2 separate regions of the Mus musculus genome follow, and region 2 is linked to region 1. A link is a contact called in public promoter capture Hi-C data. All regions are on one chromosome and are shown on one strand. The core of a region is the stretch at or near the end of the contact, and the rest is flanking DNA. Distances in the headings are between cores, read along the strand shown.

What was found. Promoter capture Hi-C pulls out the DNA fragments that hold promoters and counts their contacts.
Region 2: a contact with region 1 is called in a promoter capture Hi-C map of embryonic stem cells, with 5 times the contacts expected there. The contact joins the promoter of Fbxo8 here to the promoter of Vegfc in region 1. A contact is called at or near these places in 4 of 39 promoter capture datasets (embryonic stem cells, hippocampal neurons, liver and 1 more) and 1 of 115 datasets of contacts at active chromatin or transcription factors (astrocytes).

Annotation. Positions count from the first base shown.
Region 1 is chr8:54,074,521-54,080,849 of GRCm38.p6, reverse strand. Vegfc (vascular endothelial growth factor C) reads right to left here and starts at 3,318. Exons shown (of 7, transcript NM_009506.2): 1 at 2,925-3,318. The coding sequence starts at 3,071. It overlaps Gm33153, which reads left to right. Exons shown (of 1, transcript XM_006509526.4): 1 at 1-4,780. The coding sequence starts at 3,077. The coding sequence ends at 3,916.
Region 2 is chr8:56,548,065-56,554,717 of GRCm38.p6, reverse strand. Fbxo8 (F-box protein 8) reads right to left here and starts at 3,564. Exons shown (of 6, transcript NM_015791.4): 1 at 3,342-3,564. Cep44 (centrosomal protein 44) reads left to right here and starts at 4,152. Exons shown (of 11, transcript NM_001009951.1): 1 at 4,152-4,173.

The sequences.
Region 1 (6,329 bases), core at 2,069-4,568:
ATTTATTTGTTTATTTGTTTGCTTCGTTTTCCAATTCCAATGTATCAGTTCTTGTTTTACCTTATTATATTCCATTTTATTATTATTCCCATAGAAGCCTGTTTGCTTTTTTTTTTTTTTTTTTTTTTTTTTTTTTTTTTTTTTGGTTTTTGAGACAGGGTTTCTCTGTATAGCCCTGGGTGTCCTGGAACTCACTTTGTAGACCAGGCTGGCCTCGAACTCAGAAATCCGCCTGCCTCTGCCTCCCAAGTGCTGGGATTAAAGGCGTGCGCCAGCACGCCCGGTGCCTGTTTGCTTTCTAATAACAGACAGAAAGTGGAAGTTCGAGGAGCTGGAAGGAGTAGCCGGAGGGGAAACTGGAGTCAGGATAAATTATGTGAGGGAAAAAAACAAAACAAAACTATTTTCAATAAAAAGCAAAACTGTTTGATAACCACAGTCTGTATGAGGTATGTCTTCCTTCCGATTTATTCTTTGTCGTAAGTCAATGTCTTTTGTAAAATTTAGTTCTTCATCTCCGAATAAGCAGAGTCTGCTTTACCCAAACTGAGACTAAAAATTATTAGATATGGCAATCAGGTGTTCTTTCCGAGATCATCAGTTGTCATTAGTTTGATAACAAGTTTTGAATGTCTCTTCTTATGGCCACATGATACCATTGCCTTAGTTTTCGACCCTGAGCTGTTTACTTTAACATCCTTCAGAAAGTATTTTAGGACTTTTCATTAAATCATACAGTCATGAAGAAAAGAATAGAAAGGGGAACTTAGTAAATTCAGTTCCAATTATCTGGGTGGCCATGGCTACCACAAAGAAGATTGGATGCTGAGCTTTATACCATATTGGCTTTCCTATATTGTGAATTTTAAATTGCTACATGGGTTTTATTATTTAACAAAATTTTGTGAGAGCTAATTCTATGTATAATTGACATCCTGTGTGAATTTTGTGAAATACTTTCTTAGGATTTAAGTTGTTCCTGGGAAACTAACTGGTTTCCCTCCAGTTCTCCAATATTTGCTAATTGAGGTGCCTTGAAAGGCCACTAGGGAGAGACATGGAGTCTTCACAGCAGTGTTTGGGTCACTGGGTGCAAGTTCCACAGCAAGGATACAGTTTCCCTGAAGGCATCAGTAAAACAAGCTGTCAAAAGTTCTGCTTGCCCACTAGGGAAAGGCTCAGTAAGCAGAAGTATACTGCTCATGAAATTCAAACATACAAAATAATGTTTCCTCTGATAAGTTAAAAAAAGTCATATTACATACCAAATATCAGTTCTTATTCAACATACAATATTTTAAAAAATGATTAAATAAGAAAAGAAACTTTTGCAAACAAAATTTTCAGAGAAAATAAGATGTTTAATGACTACCAATGAGAAGATCCTTTGAAGGTGACCTCTTGGAACACACAACTGAGCTCATACAAACATCCATGCTCTGATACAGTCATTTGGGATTGACCCAGACGTGACAGACTCCTTGAATAAACTATTGGCTTATCTGAAAAGGCTTCTCATTTAACTCAAGGCGTCACGCTTTCGTACTGTAAATCAAAGCCTAGCTATCATAGGCGATGGTGATGTTGTCTGACTAAGTCACAAGTATATCAGTTTGAATTTGCAGAGGCAGAAAGTGAATAGGTCTGGCAAACTTCAAAGGCTCGAATTACAGGAAGTATGATTCTGTCCCGAGCTTTATTTCTGTGGCACTTAGAGACGAGGATATTCTCGTCATTGTACGTATAGTGATAAGCGTGTGCTGAACATTGCAGTTCTCATAATGGACTGAAAAATCTGGTATTTGTATTTTTACCAAATGTAGACACAATGGTAACTTGATATCTTATAACCTAGTCTTGTCCGTATTAAAGTTTTTCTCAGACAAACCTTTCCAGGGAAGGTGGTTTGACCTCTGCACATTCTGTGTATGTTCACCAATAAAGTCAACTGAAAGTTGAGAGTAACACACCCCCTTCTATTTTTTTCCCCCCACTTGCAGTCAGCTACTATAAACCACTTCAGTCTGCTTCCAGCCAGGGGGCTTCGCAGTGCCTTAAACACAAAACTTTTGCAGGAGTTCAAGATCCCAACTATTACGCCAAGTATAAACTTGAAGATGTTATAAACATATTCTTTAGAAGGTTCAAGTGAGAAGTACACAAGATAAGATAACTGAGTCAGACAATCGGAATGTCTTCAAAAGTCCCTTAACGTGTTCAGGAAAGATGCTATTTCTCTTTAAAACAAAATAAAACAAACTAATTGATACTTTGATTTTTTTTTAATCTTATAGCCACTGTTTAGGAAAAGAATTGATAAAGTTTAGAAGATTCCAATTTCTGTTACATCTTGGATTTGACCAAGTTCAAGTTAATTCTGAAATCCAAAACCTTTAAGCCCAGTTTCTAAATTTACTCACACTTTTTCCAAACTAGCTCACAGAGCCTGGGGCCCCTGCTATGCAAACTCCAGGAGCATAAAACTCCGTTGTCTGGTCACACACCCCAGAAGCTCTTTGGAGTCCAAAACCAGCCAGGAAAAGAAAAGAGCATTTCCTACAGCAATGAAATTCTCTCTGGAGCCATGCCACTGGGGCAGGGTGCAAACTCCTCTGTTGGCAGGAGACCACTATGAAGGAGAAGGAATCTGTGTGACTGAACACCTCTTGGGCCCTTCCCTCCTCTAAGTTGCTTTCCTTTCTAGTAACAGCTTTCCACTGGGGGAGAGAAAAAAAGAAGAGAAACTTTGCTCCAAGCAAGCGTGCACCAATCTCTAACTTTGGATCCAAAGGTTAAATAAATAATTATGCACACACACTCCACGGCAGGTTCTCTGTACACCCAGTAAAGCCAAGCCCACACACAGTCCAGGACTTGGGAGCCTCGGATCCTCAGCCCGACCCGACGGGGTCCCTTGCACCTACCTTGACCTCGCCCCCGTCGGGCTCCGCTTCCGAGAAGCCCAGTCCCGACTCGAAGGCGGCGACGGTGGCGGGCGCCTCGCGCGGACTGGGGATCAGCGCAGCGGCGAGCAGGGAACACGCCAGAGACAAGAAGCACAGCAAGTGCATGGTGGATGGACCGGGAGCAGGGAGGCCGGTCCGTTGGCTGGCGCAGGCTGGGGCGTGAGGCTGAGGTCCTCTCCTGGTCCCTGTCCCGTGGTTTCCTCCCGGGGACCCCCCTGGGCGAGCGTCTCCCGGGACTCGGCGGCTCGCAACTTTTGCCCTCGGCTCTGGCAGCCCTCACGGGGGAGAGGCTCCCGGGTGTCAGGTACGAGCCTCACAGGAAACCGGACATCCGAACTGCCCTCGGTGGCGGCCCGCGAGGTGAAGCGAGGGCGCCGGCTCCGCCGATCGCGGTTTTGTTTTTGGTGTTTTGCAAAGAAGAGGGGGTGGGGTGGTTAAGCCCAGTCACCCCGCGATGTTCCACTCGTCCCGAAGAGCCCTCGGGTCCCTCGTCCCCCCTCCTCCCTCCCCTCGCCCGAAGTGAAAGGAGCCGGGCCGCGGGAGCCGCGGGAGAAGGCGGTGGTGGCGGCGGAGCCGGGGGGCGGGAGGAGGGCGGCGGGGCGCCCGGCGGCGGCGAGGCCCGCGAGCTCCCGGGCGCTCGAGCCTCCTGCGCGCGCGGGGCCGAGCGGTGGCGGTGGCGGCGGCGGCAGCGGGCGCAGGGGCAGGGCATGACTGATGCGCCCTCTGCCTGCGCTTATGTGAGAGAAAGCGGCAAGAGGGAGGGAGCGTGCCGAGCCCAGTCAGCCCTCCCCTCTCTTTCCCTAGGAAGCTTGCTCCCTCCAGCCCCACGCTTTCCTCCAGCCCCACCTCCATCCACTCTCCTCGCTTTCCCTTTCTCTGCCCTTCTCTCTGGGCTCTGCTGGGGTGTCGGGGTGGGGAGGCAGGGGCTCAAGTCAGGTCTGGGGGCTTGACTCTCTCTGCAGGACCAGTTTTAGGGGCCACATGACTGAGCTCAGCTGCTAGAAAGATGGGGAGGGGGGAGCAGGTACAGTGGGTAGGAGACGCACGCTTTGGCCCTGGCAACCCCTTGTGGTAAAATCCTTCTCCAGACATTCTTTATCCTGAGAAGTTTGGGACCAGCCTGAGACTTCTAAAACACTTCAGAGAAAAAGATCAACATTATAGCAGAGACCTATGGGGCCATAGTGCCCTTCCCAGCACCACCACCTCCACTGTTTTCTGGTTTACTTGAAGCAAGAATGCAAAGAGGGACATCTCAGAATACAGGGCAAGTCATTCATGCTAAGATCTTAGTGATCTTCCGGAAGACCTAAAGTTCCATCTGAAGGACAGATGGTCCAGAATCTTAAAGAACATTGATAGAGACACACCCAAACTGTATCTGCAAGACACACCTTCCATTTGCAAGAGAAAGAGAATGAAATGGGACAATTTATATGCTGAAAGAGCAAACAGCAGTGATGCATTTATTCTCTGGAAAAGCACCTAGGAACTCTGCTGTCTTCCTGGTGATGGCATCTGCTTTCCTGGGCAGGTGGGCAGATGGCAGAAGTTCCACTTAAGCTGCATCAACAGCATAGAGACATGAAAGGTCTTGCCTATTCAAAAACTATACTAAGTGCACTAATGTTAAAAAGCCACAAAATTGTCGTTGGAGGAAAGACGTTTCCTTGTAATTCAAATAATATGATCTGGAGGTCTCCTTGCCCAACATTTCCGTGAGTGCTTAAATACCTCTACAAACAGTGAATGCCCCTTGCCCTGACTGTGCTTCCCTTTATTGAAGACTGACATCATTGAATCTTCCAACTACCCATTGCTTTTGACTTTGGTATTTTGCGTACTTCGTCTAATGTAAATTCCACATGTTAGCCCCTCAGATATTTGGAAATATCTGTCACGTTCTCCCAGGGCTACTTTTCCTACCAGTGAAAGATTCCTTTTTAGTTTAACCCGACAGTTCCAATTATCCTCATCCATCATGCTAAGTTTATCTTCATAAAGTACGCCGTTCAGAACATGGCTCCATACTTAAAATACCCCAACGAAGCATGCAGAAAAGGAGGGGTCTTCCTTGTCTAGAAAGCAAGCATTTGTTGACATAGCATTGGACCAAGTTTATTTTCTGGCAGCCAAGTCATGCTGTTGATGCAAAGAACTCTTAAAGTTGACCAGATTTCTCAAGAAATCTGCGTGTGTACTAATATTTAGTTATGTCTGCACTACTCTGCATTTGTGGCAGGAGTTGTCTTCTGGGCTCTAACTTGTGTCTCATGGTTTATCATGAGGAAGTCTTACCTTGCCACAGACGGCCCCTCACAAGTTGCTAAGGCAATTTGGGAACTTGACATTTTCTGTATGTTCCCTTCTTTCTGTGTTCCTGTTGAACTGGCTGGATTTTGACTCAAGTAGAAATGGAGTGTCCTTGGAATCTTGTCTCAGTACAGTGGTTCTTAACTTTTATTGCACTTGGAGTCACAAAGGGCGGTTGTAAAACCAGATGGTTAGGCATGCCACCAGGATTTAGGGAATTCTGGGAAAAGGCTTGGATGTCAGAATGCCTCAGATAGACAGCCTACACTGAGAACTGTCACACTTTTCCATCAATCTCAGGATTTAGCATGGTATGAATACCATAAAAATCAGCAAAATTAACATGTATCAAAATGAATTAGTGGCAAACTTTTTTTAAGATGGTTAGCACATGCACTCCACTTACATATATTTATCTTCCTGTTGCTAATTACTGTTTTCTGTAAATAAAGTCATAGCAAGACCTGTTTAAATAAAAGAAACATCAGTTGTCTTTAAAACCAATACAGTAGGGCTGACCATATAGCCCAATGTTAGAATGCTTACTTACCATGAATGAAGCCTAGGGTTTAAAAGAAGATATCACTATTATTATGTATAATAGTTATTAATAAACATTATTTAACAACATACTTTTTTTAAAAGTTGCTAGGGATTTTCCCCCTGCTTAACACCTAAAAAATTAAATAACTATTACAGATTTTGAAGTTTAAAAATATCTTTTTTAAAACTGTTTTTTGTTTTAATTTTTTTTCTATCAATGACTTCCTGCAAGATCTTTTAAGATCGATTACTACTGTTATTTTTAAAGCACTTCTAAGGGAAAGAGGGTGTCATGTAACTGTTTGTTTTGTTTTATAGAAACTATTACTCTGTTAGTACAAACTAGGATGGGAGAACTGGATAACATTTGCATAGTATCTCCAGTTTCTTGTAGCTATTGGGTTTTTAAACTTTTTGACGATAGCGTTTAATCAAAAATTACTATATGTCTATGTCTGCTTCTTATCAGAGTTCCTGAGTCTCCTCTAGGCCAAATTCCAACACCTG
Region 2 (6,653 bases), core at 2,315-4,814, 2.5 Mb before region 1:
ACCGGTACATTTTAAACTGAATATACTGATAAATTTTATTTTGTGTGCATTGCTTTACCACAATTGAAAACTTGAAAGACAATTCCATGATTGCGTAAAAACAAAAGAGGAAAATTACCATAACTTGAATACCATGGAAAGATGGTAAAAGTGGTGAGTTTATTTAGTATCCGAGGTTCTTCTCACTTGTTTCTCCACCCCCACCACATCTATAAATAACTAAGAAGTATGGGCAGAAAGGCTAAGTGTGGTTTACTTCTTAAAGCTGGTTTCTTCATTTAAATGTTTAAACAATCCTATATGCACTCTATTCTGGAAGAACGTGTAAATGGATAATTCTAGAACTAAGCACCTTAAATTCATTGCTCAAACTTGAACTGTATATCTGTTTTGTGCCAATAAAGTTGGATAACATTTTGCAAATAAATAAGGATTCCAGTACCTGTCAAACATGGGAAGAAGCACGGACAATTTTATACTGAGGCATAGCCGAAATAGTGCCATAACAAACATGAAGCGAGAATCTTTTGCTCCCACTAAGCTTTTAAAGCTAGTCGGCAAAAGCTGTACTGGTGACGTGCAGTCCAGTGTGTAGAATGAAGCTGGTGCTTGTGGTGCAGGACAATCAAGGGGCTTAGAAAGGGAAGAGACTTGCAAATCTGTACTTGCTAAGAACCAATGAGAATCAAAACAGTCTTGACTTTCTTGTGAAGCATGGGTAGTAAAGGTTATTGTTCTTTTTTAAACCTAGGTCTTTATATAATATACAATAAACCAACATATCTTATTGACTAACAGAATGCTGACTAGATAAAAACAAGTAGATCTAAAACAGGTTTATTTACTTTTTAAAAACCTTTAAATACTATAACTTTCAAGGCCATCAAAATTTTATGTATTGCTATTGTTGACACACTTTAATGTAATTCTATCTTGAAAAGCCCAAGATCATACTTGGGGTGTGTACCCTTGTTTTATTAATTCCCTCTCTCTCCCTTATCAATGTCCCTACTAAAACTGTATTAAATTTATTTTTAATAAACCTTGCTTTATAAGTCTCATCCTAAGTTTCGCTGCTGCTGCTGGTTTGCAGCAAGGTAAAATATTCTGGCTTCAGCTGAGTAGAGGTCTCTAAGGAGTACACCTTGGACTGATATACACAACAACATGGAGTATAGCCTATTCTGTAACCCACTACCACTCACACTTGCCATGTAAATCCTTTTTTAAAAAAATCAAAGCACATTTCCAAAGCACACTTTTCCCACCCCTATTTGATCATATGGGTTTAACAGAAATTTTCCACTGATCTGCATTTTATCTATAACCAGCCCTAGCCTTTTCCTAACTGCTTTCCTTCTCAAAAGCTATCTTCCATACATTTATTTTGACCCAATTTCAGCTATGTAAAAGGGTAAAAGATAACCTCAAACACTCTTTTCAGATTCTCTACCCTTCAGGCAATATTAAATAATATTCTTTAGGATAATTAATATAAAATATTTCTAAATTATTTTTCTGGAGGAGCTGATACTAGTATAATTCACATGTTACTTCAAAATCAGGCTTTTTTTTTTCCTTGTCAGAATTAAATTCTTTTGGACATACTTTGGCTAAGATATTCTTATGTAGTGATTACTTTTAACTGCTAAAAGTTATCAGGCACGGAATTTGTTCCAGGTGCCTCTAAAATGGCTTCCATCGATTTTGCCTCCTGTGTTATCTATCCTCTGCCTCTCTAATGTGGGTTGGGTTAAAGACTCTTAACAAACACACTATGATAGCAGTGATAGGATATCACTTCTAAGATTAGATTATAAAATATAGTTATCTTCCCTCAGTTGGATGCTTTCTCCCAGCTTGTCTGTTGTAGGGGAAATCAACAGCCATACTATACTCTAAGGGGGTTTTCTGAAGAAAACCCACTTAGCGGAGAATCTAGGGCAGCTGGCAACTATGTGCATGCACTTGGAAGTGCACCCTTAGTCCATCTCAGTGCAGTCTCTCAATAGTATCACAAGTCCCAAACACAGCCTAACTACGACCTCAAGAAACAAGCTGAACTACTCTGTTGAACGTTGCCCTGATACTTGACTCAAAGAAACCAAGATAGTACATGTTTGTTGTTTTAAGCTGCATTAAATTTGGGGATAATCATAAACCAGCAATATGAAACTAATGACGATACTTAGGTAATTGTTAATTTAGAAAAACTGTATAAGCAAGAAGTTTCTGAATTAACCTGAAAATAATAAATTTATTTATTGTTCATTCTGAGACCTGCTCTACATTGTAAAAACAAAACAAAAACAAAAACAACAACAACAACAACAAAAACCTTTCACAAAGGTAGCCGGAAGCTCTTCTCGTCGGAGTGAAAGTGCCAAAGTCCAAAGAACCAAAGCAAAGAGAAGAGTACTTAGTGACCTGTTGCAAAACCATACTTCCAAGCCTTTGGAAGGCCAAGAAAAAGGATTGCTAGCTAGGGACAGTCGGGGCTACACAGTGAATTCTGAGCCAGCCTGGAGTACACAGGAGACCTTGTCTCAAAATACAAACAAAAACGGAGTGCAAACACTGACATGAACAACAGTTTGTATTCAATTGCAGTATTGAGGGTAATGAAGAGAATATGGCGCGCGCGCGGGGTGGGGGTCTTTACAAATAAATGTCTCATTTATAAATTAAGTAGTCACAATTATTAATTAGTAAATACAGAACGAAAAATAAACCAGAAATATATCGAGTAAGAATTGCAAACTTCTATGGTTTTTGTCTAGACAATGTGTACTGAGTAATACGATGTGGAAAGTGGAGCGTAGCCACAGAAAAACAAAACGAAAAGGAAAGTGTTGAACCAATTTTACAGTCTGTTTGGAGACTGTAGCAACTAGCAATCAGCGGAGGTCTTAAACTGGATATGTTTGAATTCGTATTAAGGGGACGCCGTAAGAAATGAAGCGTGCCTTGGCATCGAACGACGCTGTAACCACCACAAAAGCAATACGTGAAACTGAAGAAAGTAACCTCCACCGTTTGTCATCTTTCAAGAGGGACGACACCACGTCGCTACCGCGAGTCCCAAATCGACCTCTATACCAATGGCCTAGAAACAGAAGAGACTCACACCCGCCTCTCGATTCTGATACACCATTTTAATAAGCCACCGCTGCTGTCACTCAAAATGTCTCACAGTACCCATTGGTCCTAAACTGTTGCTTGCTGGGCCAGGGCTATCAAGTGGCAAGCATCCCTACCCCTCACTTCGGAGGAGAAAAGTGAGAGCGTCCGGGCGGGCGGAAGAAGCAAGGCATTGGAAGCCTCTGTGCCGACGCGAGTACCTGAGCGACCTGGGATCTCCACCGCCGCCGCGACGACTCGGCCTGTGGGCGGGGGCTGTCAGCCGAGAAGAAAATGGCTCAGCCGGGAACTGGTGCCCAAGCCATGGAGAGGCCTGTCCAGAGCGCACGTGTTCGCGCTGGAGAACACGATGGCTGCGAGGGAACCAGAAGCCGCCCCAGACTCCCGCGAAGTCACAGCACCTCTGCCTGCAGAAGCCCGAGTGGCGGACCTTGCAAGGTTTTGACGTTTCCTATTGTTGCCGGAAGTGACGTCGAGGAGCGGCTCCTTAAAGGAAAAAGATTTCCGTTTTCCTCATTCAGATTCGCCAAAAAGTCTTTACTTTTCCGCTTCTCATTCTGAACTGCTTTGGCCATCAAAATTATGCTAATTTGAAATGTGACATTCAATAAAAGACATGTAATTGATAAGACTTTAACGACAGTAGAGTATCCTGAAGAAGCTGCGCGAACGGAGTGTGGAATCTGCATCTAGGAATGCCAGCATTTGGGGCAGCCTCTGGCTCGGAATGTTTAGCCGCTGTTCGAACTCTCGGCTCGAACTCTGAGTTCTAAAAACAAACCGTCGGCACGAGGGGCGACCCGAGGCGCGGGCGTAAGGCTCTGGGGCTGCAGACCCGGTTCCCGCCACGTTCTCGGGTTTCTAGTGCTCCCTTCTTCTTTCTGTGTTGGTACGGTAGCCTTGGGAACCTTTCAGTTTGCTTAGGGGCTGCTGGCTGAGCCAGAGCTCGTGGACCTGCTGTGCTCTGGCTTGGACGAAGGTGGCCCTTCTGCTGTCCTCACCGAGGTTCCTGGGTTGTAGGCGAATGATCAGGTCTACCTTTTCATCCCTTTAAATTTAGAGGCAGAAAGGGAATTCGAGATGGGACTTGCTTGTGTACCAGCTGGTATGGTTTTGGAAGGCATCAAGTAGAATGAATCGGAGTCTGCCCTCTTTGAATTGTTTTGTAGATGCCTTTAAGTTTCTTTCCGTCAAAAATACATCTAGCTTCAAAAGACTGTCCGGAATAGAAAAAGTACTCCTTCCTTCGTGTTCTCTTTGTTTTCATCTTCATGGTGTCTCCCCCCCCCCAAAAAAAAAAAAAAAAAAGAATTCTCCATCTACTTTGAGGCCTATGATTGCTCTGTATGAAAAGAAAACTAATTTTAACATATGTATTCTAGACTTACTGCTACACTAGACTGTTTTACAGAATTATTTGCAAGCATTTTAACAATGTTTTATGCGTGAACACAGCGGTTCCCTCATCGGATCTTACAACAGCATTTTCCTAGTATCTATTACGGAGAGATTTTGTAAGTTTAGTTTCTACAGATTTGTATCCCTTTATCTTAAAGTTTGTCTTTTAGATATGTCAAGCGGAATTTCAAAATCCTAGCTATCCACTGTGATTATTAAAGGCTAGTTACTTTATCCTGGGCAAAATGATTTTGGAGTCCTGTGACATGTTTTTAAAGACCTGTAGCAGCTACGAAATTGAGCTGGGTTTGAAACAAAGTATCTTAAACTGCAAAGCTGGGGGACTAGCTCAGTGGTAGAGCCATTGGGTATGCCAAGATCCTGAGATCGGTTCCGTTCCCCACCAAAGCCATCTTGTGCGGTGCTCACAATGTCTTCCAGCAATTCGGTTGGTGGATTTGATTTGTTCCTAACTCTTCAGAAAGCTAGGTAGACCAGTGAGACCTTAATGATTGAATCTGTATATGGTCTTCATTTAATATCCTGTGATAAGTAATATAAAGTGAAAATGCTAATTTTTAAGTAACAGTTTAATTTTATCTCAGATTAATTATGGTCAAGTGTAAAGTATGTTTCAGTACTTGATTAGCTTCAATTCATAGTAATAATTTTAGTATTTACTAATTAAAAAACACTAGGAAAGCCTTTCTTGAAAACATACTTCTATGATCTTGTTTTTTTAAAAATACCTTTATGTTTTTCTCTTCTGTCATATCTTTTCCCTCCACCTACAGATACAAGCTGTACTTGAATCTTACTCTTCTTTAAAATGTTTATTGTGCTGGTAATGAAGAGGATGTGTTCCTGGGGCATACTTTAGTGTCCGAAATTTCATTACCAGAAGTAGAAATAATGTAAAGATAAATGCCTTCTATGATACCAGCAAAAGAAAAGGTAGCACCGAGTATTGGATAAAATTGCATGTCCTGGGAAGATAGGATATGTACAAAACTAACAATTGTGTTGTCAGATGGGTCTGGAAACTAAAACAAGATCAGACCTGCAATCTTAAATCCCAGGCACAGTGTTTGTAGTTACAGCAGAGGCTAGAGTAGTTCCCCTGTCACCTTTCTTAGGCAATAAAGGTTGGTCTGGGAAGTCTGTCTTAACATATCTGTATGTCTTTCTAGCCCCGGCATCTGGAAAGATGGGAAATAAGCCTTACTGTTTTGACCAGTATGTTGTATAATTTAATTTTAGGATTTCTTTCCCCGTCCCCCCCCTAAAATCCTCATTGTCTAAATATCTTACTATTTAGTAGGTAATTTGGTGTTTCAAACATGCTGACCATAGCATCAGTGCAAGGATACTTAAAGTACATTCAGCAGCTCGCTCCGCAGGAGCAGACTGCGAATGGGGTGCTATGCCACGGACATGGAATAGGTGCCCAAGTCTAGAGAAATGGCCACAGAAGTGATGGTGGCCCAGGCTTAGAATTCTGCACATTGCCAGCTTTATATACTTCTCCTGACCTATACAGACGCAGAGGTGTCTGGGCAGGGGTGATTATATGTCAATCGTTGCTGAAATACAGCCCATGAACAAAAACCCCTAAGTATAGTTCATCTAATTCTTGAATTGTTCTTTTTTTCTTTTTCTCTTTCTTTCTTTCTTTCTTTCTTTCTTTCTTTCTTTCTTTCTTTCTCAGTGATTTCATTTTAAAGGAGCTTCAGTTTCAGAGAATCTCTTTTCTCCAGGAACTCTTGTCATTTTCTTGAGCAAGATATTAGTGAACTATGAGTTTGGTTTGGTTTTTAATATAAGCATCTCTAATTGGCAACTACATGAAATCCAAACCCTGGGGATAATAACTTAAATCTGTGCTAAATTTATCTTCATTTTTTGGTTTATACTATGTAGGTTTTATAAGCATTCAGGGTAATTAATGATAGCGGCCATTTCAACTTGATATTTTTTTCCAAATGGTACCAGCTATGATTTGAAGGTTAAGTGTCCTCCATAGGCTCATATGTTTGATAACTTGGTTTCCAGCTTGGAGTGCTAATTTGACAGGTTGTGCAATCTTAGGGAGGTGGGACTTAGCTAGAGGAAGT